Regions from separate parts of the Triticum aestivum genome. Here region 1 is linked to region 2. A link is a contact called in public Hi-C data. All regions are on one chromosome and are shown on one strand. The core of a region is the stretch at or near the end of the contact, and the rest is flanking DNA. Distances in the headings are between cores, read along the strand shown. Region 1 has its middle 280 kb from the start of LOC123117117. Region 2 holds the start of LOC101290676 (SKI family transcriptional corepressor 1).

Region 1 (3,465 bases), core at 25-2,524, 300 kb before region 2:
TTCATTCTGTTCCCTTAAGCCGTTTTTTCCTGATTGTTAGTTTGGTTTTTAATTTGGGCGTCGCGTCTTCCGGCGGATGTATTAGAAACATCCGCCGCATGGAGCACCGTTGGATGAGCGCCCTGACAGCCGTCTGATTTAACCATCGCACGCGCGTGACCACCTCCCTACTTCCTGCAACAGCCGCTCAGTTTCGGAAACAAAATCCCCTCACAACCGCCAAATCCCTGCCGCCGGCGCGCCGGGGAACTAGTCTTTGTCGTGCTCGTCGGAGTTGCTGCTCCTCCTCCGCCTCAGCGCTGCGAGCAGCTGCTAGCTCCAATCGAGCACGACAGCGGCGACCTCTCACGCGTGACGCTTCTTCGACGTTTTCTGCAACCGGAGCTATGTTTCTGACCACTCACTCTCTAATGTCGGGCGCTCTTGCGGTGCTGTAACTCGGGCTATGTTTCTGAAACAAGACCCTTCTTGCAGAAAAACCTTCACAACAGAAACATTTCTTTTCTTTTTGAAACAAAAGAAATGTTACAGAAATCTTTTGAAACAAGACCCCAGTTGCAGAAAAAAAAACTTCACCACCGAATCGTTTTTTCTTTCTTTCTGAAACTAGTCATGTGTTGCAGAAATCAACTGAAATAAGACCCTTATTGCAAGAAAATGACTCGTCGCACGGGACTGCCTTGTGGCCCTTGATCAGGATTTGATCTAACGGCTACGCAAGCGCCGGACGCTCGCGCGCGCATCAGCCAGTTGAAGCTAAGCTTTTCCCTTTTAATTTCCTTTCTTTTCTTTAATTTTATTGTTTATTTTTTCAAAAACAATGAACTTTTCTTAAACTTGATGAACTTTTTTAATTTTTGTGAACTTTTTTCGAAATAGACAAACTTTTTTTTCAAATCCAATGAGCTTTTTTTCAAATTTGATGAACTTTTTTTATTTTGAAGAACTGTTTTTCAAATCAAAGAACTTTTTTCAATTTCTGAACTTTTTTGAAGTTTGTGAACGTTTTTTTAAACCGTGAACTTGTTTGAAATCACTATTTTTTATATTAGTGCGAATTTGTCTATTTTTTTGAAAAGTCAACCTTTTAGCAAGCGGTCAGTTGTGCTCGAGCGCCGGGGGGGGGGGGGGGGGGGGGGGAGGGGAGCAGGGACAGGGGGAACCGAGCGACCAAGGGGGAATGAAGGGCTCACCTTTACATGGGCTGGCCCAGCGCAGAAGCGGAGTGTGCGCCCGTTCCTCAAGGGGGCACTGAAGGCGCCACTTAGGAGCTCCCTCCAATCCGGGCGCTGCATTTTTTGGGGATTTTACGGAATAAAGTGCTATATGGGCCGGCCCTGCTAAGACCGCCTTCAGCACCAGTTAACGAAATGCACATAGGCTGCAAATGTTATATGTCGCCTGTAGGGACACTAACATGCATCTCGCTGGAGGTTTTACCCCCACTGGTATTTTTTTTTTTTTTTGAACTGGAAACTTTCATTCCATTACTCAACTTGCCGAGCAAGATCACTGGCAACAAAACCCCGGGCAAAGGTACGGACAGCACCCGACCATATGGCTGGGGGTACCTGCCCCATCTTCGACCCGAACAGCGCAAGAGCGTCTGTGGCATTATTACAGGCCGAGGGAGTGTTCGATTTGGAAGGAACTAAAATTCAAAGAAACAAAAGTTTTAATCTCCCTAAAGAGCACTCCATTAGGAGGCAAGTCATACTTTGACGTGTCGATAGCTTGGACCAGTTGCAACGCATCAGATTCCATCATTATCTCACTCATCCGAGCTCTTGGGCCTTGTATAACCCCTGCACACAGGCTTCAGCTTCTGAATGTAAAACATCCTGGGCATGCTCCAGTCGCCCCGCTCCGGCGATACCACATCTCCATTAGAGTCCCGTATCACATACCCCCAGCCTCCAACCGAGTTCTCTTTGTTAAAACTGCCGTCAACATTTATTTTAAGGTGGTCTAGTGGTGGCTTTCGCCAACATACAGTAGCCCGTACTGTTGGTTTCTTGACTGCTCCAAAAAACTAAGGAATTCTCCTGCCGTTTTACGAACTCTCCAGACCAACGCAGCAAGATCAATCTTTCTTCTCTCAGCCCTTAGCTTGTTTCTGGCACCCCACCAGGACCAGATCAAAGCAGCACACATAGCTTTTCTTTCTTCATTACCTTGGAGCAGAGTTTGAAGCGCTTCCTTTGGATCATGAAGCTGTACGCATTTTGTCCGAACTTCTTCGAGTCCCACATCACGTCAAATGTGTCCCACATCACGCAAAAGTTCCATGTGCTTGCAAAAATTCTTCATGAATCACATTCCTAAAAGTCGTAGAAAAAATAAATCAGTACTCTGAAAATGCTACTTTCAAAAGCATTTTCGATCACTGATTTTTTTTCACGCCTTACAGAAATGTGATTCCATGGCGAATTTTTGCAAGCATTTGAAACTTTTGTTAATATTCGCCACAAAGAAATCAGTTTTTTTTTGAATTTTTTCTATTCTACTGTTCACCAAGCTCATTTGAGCTCAGGAGCATAAGGACACTTTTGACTGTATGCTAGTTTACTATCTCATATTCTGCCTCATCCGTTGTCGTTATGCTTCTCATTTCACCGGCATGAGGCCCCGGTTCAGCTGCATGCACGATCAGTTAAACTTTTTACCTGGGACTGTTAGCTGTCACTTCCGCTCTATCTGTTCTGAAGTACTCCAACCATGGAGTAAAAAGGAAAAGGATGTCACTTCCTGAGATGAAAAGGTCGGGGTACCAGCCATGGATATTTAGATAGACGAGAGAAAGCGGCTCCGGCTCCGAAAGAAGAAATAACGGATCAGATTGGATCGGATTCCATATGAAAGTTTGGCGATCGGTGGTTGGACCAAATCCAAGTGCAAAGATCCGGTGCCTGGGATGGGAGAATAAAAACAACAGCATGATGGACCACCTCCTCCGTTGCTCTCTTCTCTCGCCAAACAGGAATGTCAAACTTGGAGATGGATGAGATGTTCAGAAACAAAACAGGTCCGATTTGATTGAAAAGACAAATATTCACAACGCACATGATATATTCCAGCAATCACGAAATGCGAGGTGCCCAGTCCCGTCTCTCCCCCTCTCTTTCTCTACCTCATCATTTCTTTCCAAGTTTTCTCTTTTTCTAAGGACTATCGCTACAGTGTTAGTACGTCCATGCGACTTCCCTACCCGGATCGTGCACGTAGCTGTTTATCGATGGACGGGGAGCTAGCTGCCTAGCTAGATGTACTGATCAGTCGACGAACATGCGCGCGCCACCCACCGATCCAAGCGCATGCGACCCGTCCGTGTGGCCAGGAGCCGGAACTGAACAAGACGATCATGCGCTGCTAACAGGTAGCGACGCGAATCGCTACTATTATTAGTGCAGTTTCCTGCCTATGCCAACTGAGTACGTGTTGCGTGCTCTTTTAATTCGCATAAAA
Region 2 (3,369 bases), core at 517-3,016:
GGGGGGGGGGGGGGGGGGGTGAAATTCAAGAGCACGATTACAAGGAGGAGCACAGCTCGTCACTGCTAGCAGCATCAACACACACGAGACTGACTGAAGGAGGGTCGACCGAGGAACTAATTAATTAATTAACATCTTCTTCTTCTTCTTCTCTAATTAAAAACAGCTAATCTTGGCGGGCGTGCGGTACTACGTACGTCGGGGTGAAGGGCGGTAGGGGACATGAACAGCCGAATAGGAGTTGTAGGGTAGAGGTACTACGTGGCCATGGATTAACCTTGTCTTGGTCTTGGACTTGGACTTGGATTGGAGGCAGCGCCGGCCGGCGAGCTCACCGCTGCTGCTACAGGCTCAAGTTGAGGTCCAGCTCCTCCTCGGCATCCTCGCCGTTGTTGTAGTAGTTGCTGCCGCCTCCGGAGGTGAGCGTGGTGGTGGTGCTGGCCGGCGACGGGGTGGTGGCGGCCGCCGAGGCGGTCGGCCCGTGGCAGCCCCGCCTCCAGTTGAGCATGTCGATCAGCTCGTCGCGCCCGGCGCCCGGCTGCTCGGCCGCGGACATCATCGCGCGCTCGCTGCTGCTGCTGACGGCCGCGCCGCCCAGGAGCTGCTGCTGGTACTCGGCGAAGCGGGACACCTGCTGCATGCCGCTGCCGCTGCCGCTGTACAGGTCGCCCGCCGCCGCCGATGTCGGCGCCGCGCCCTGTGGCGGCGCGTAGTACTGGAGCCGGTCGGAGCCGACCATGATGGAGCTGTGGGACGCGATTGGGAACGTCGTGGGCAAGGCCGCGTAGGCACGGCTGGCGTAGGCGTGCGCCGCGCCGCCCGCGGCCACGCCAGGCACGGTGGAGCCCACGCCGCCGCCGCCGCCGCCAGCGCCAGAGCCGGCGTAGGGCCCCGAGGCCGTGGCGCCGGACGAGTTGGGCGGCGCGGCATTGGCGTGGAGGTGCGCGGAGGAGGTGGGCGGCATGTAGAAGTAGGGGTTCCAGCCGATGCTGCGCTCCTTCTTGTGCGCGTTCTGGTGGCCGCCGAGCGCCTGCGACTTGAGGAACTTCTTGTTGCAGAAGAGGCAGGGGAAGAGGCGCACGTCCTTGCCGTCGGTGCAGGCGCCATCGCCGGCCGCCCCGGCGCCCCCATCGGCCTCGGCGACGGACTGCGCCGCGGGCGCCAGCGTGAGCGAGAGGTCGGTCCGCTTGGGCGGCGGCATCGGCACGGGCACAGGGGGCGAGTCCATGTCCATGTGGCGGCGGCGGCGGCGGCGGGCGACGCGATTAAACAAACGTCGTGGGAAAGGATATGATTATATCCACAAAGGGGGAGAGAGGGAGGGGGAAGCGAGCGGGAGAGCGTGCGTGCACTGGAGTGGAATGTATGGTTTGGCCCAGGAGAAAGGCGAGGGTTTGTTTTTCTATATATGGCAACGACGCAGGAGAAGAGTAGCAGCAGCAGCAGCAGCAGTTTCGTTTAGCTAACCGGGGGCTACCACTCTAGTGTACTACTGTGGCTGGCCGAGTGCGCCATTTCCTTTCTTTCTTTCTTTTGCCCCCTTTCCGCTACTAATAATTTATATGCTCTCGGTCTCAGCCCTACGACTCTCACTTGGAAATGCTAAACTGTAGTACTACCACAAATGCTAAACTGTAGTGGGATTCTGTTTACGGTACCACGTCTAGTATACACACACGCACACACGAGTGGGAGAAAAGAGAGGACTTGGAAAAGGAGGCCAGGCAGCAAGCAACTGGTTGGCTCCGGCCGGTGGCTCGCCAGCGCAGTGGTGGCTAGTCCGTCGCGACGGTGGTGGCGCGAATATATGCTCGCGCCCAGTGGGCGGGGCCCCGGCGTAAATAGGATTGGGCGGCCATGGGAGGCCACGGCCACACGGTGGCGCGCCATTGGGGGGCTGCGTGCGCACTCGTTTGTTTCACGCAGCACGCCATTATTTTATTTTTATTTTTTGGTTGGCGGAGTGAGGTGTGTAGTCCAGCTACAGGAGCAACGCTGCCGCCGCGACAGGGCACAGGAGCCAGGAGGGGGTTCGTCGTCAGTTCAATCCGAAAGCGTCTCTCTGTGTGGCACCCTTCGGGCTATCGGTTTCGTGCTATATTTGGAGTTGTCGACAGCCCAGGCCTGCCCACCCGACTAGTGCAACCATAGCTCGAACTGGAATGCAGGAATTCAAAAGGAGGGATTGGGGTTTACTCCACTCATCTTTCGGTACGGAACTCATAAAAAGAAGGATCCCGTGCTGCTCGTTAGCATCAAGTCCTCCTGGTAATTAAGGCACTAAACGAACAAGTCCGCCGCTAACCCGCGTGCCCACCCAGTTCAGGAGTAGTTGGTTTGCAGAGCAAGGACGTACTTCCACGTCTCAGTAAAGCGCATTACAGACAGAGCAACTTAAACAAACACTCCCTCTGCAACTTCTTAATATTAGACGTACCATAGTGTCAAAAACCGTCTTATATTAAGTTACAGACGGAGAGCAACGAACTTAGTATGATGATCTCCACCAGACGGATCCAAACAACAACGAGTTACTGGTAGATAAAGCATACCGTACGTATTTATCTCTGTTGCGGAACATGGCCGGCAAAGTATAGTAGCAATAGTATTAATTTATCATCAGTGGCTGCATGCAGTCCAGCCATGTGCCACTTTCCACTTCTAGAGAAGGAACCAACGTCTAGTCTAGTTTCAAGTCATTGATACCGCCACTTTCCCCACCCTAAACAGCGATGGTCACATGTAGTAGATGTAGCAGCTCCCATTAAACTAAACTAGTGAGTGTCACCGCGGCGACCCGGCCTGATGTTGCTACCCCCTTGAACCGTGACAGAGGAAAAAACAAGGGCAGCTGGTGCAGCAGCGACACGATTTTTCTCACCCTCACCTCACCTCACAGAGATCTGGTTGGATCCGTCGCGCTGTCACGTCCGCCTCACGCTTTTGTCCAAAACAGGGACGCGCCCGTCGAGTTTCCGTCCGGAAAGGACAGGTTTCCAACTCATCAAAGTGAATGTGAATTTCTTCTTGTGTATGGGCGAATTTTGGTTTTTGGCGTTCCGGAAAGTGGACGTGGAGAGATTGTAACCAGGCCCATCTGGCCATCTCACCCTCACCTCACGTCTCACTGGCTCAACTGGTCCTTGGAACTTGCTGTCCGTAATAAACTAACTGCTAGTGTCTCATTCACAGCTAGCTAGCTTTCCATGCTCGGGATACGTGAACTGTATTGTTACGGTAAAAAGAAACTGACAAGTTCTTGTGAATACTCCCTCTCTCTCTCTGCCGGTTTCAAAGTAGGAGTAGTACTTGTCCATGATCGGATCATCAACAGCAGGAGGTAGGCCGCACCGCGCACTGTGAGAAGTG

What was found. A called contact is a pair of places that touch in the nucleus more often than the background predicts.
Region 1: a contact with region 2 is called in a Hi-C map of leaf, with 5 times the contacts expected there. The contact joins the enhancer-like site here to the promoter of LOC101290676 in region 2. A contact is called at or near these places in 4 of 5 Hi-C or Micro-C datasets (leaf and an unstated tissue) and 1 of 1 datasets of contacts at active chromatin or transcription factors (leaf).

What each region holds. Positions count from the first base shown.
Region 1 is chr5B:606,982,485-606,985,949 of IWGSC CS RefSeq v2.1, reverse strand. No RefSeq gene overlaps it. Among protein-coding and RNA genes, the nearest start is that of LOC123117117, 280 kb to the left of the region's middle. Within about 2 kb of position 1,274, at least 3 of the 8 cell types and tissues checked have an H3K27ac peak or open chromatin away from gene starts, as enhancers often do.
Region 2 is chr5B:606,680,818-606,684,186 of IWGSC CS RefSeq v2.1, reverse strand. It overlaps LOC101290676 (SKI family transcriptional corepressor 1), which reads right to left and starts at 1,766. Exons shown (of 1, transcript XM_044534874.1): 1 at 118-1,766. The coding sequence starts at 1,234. The coding sequence ends at 344.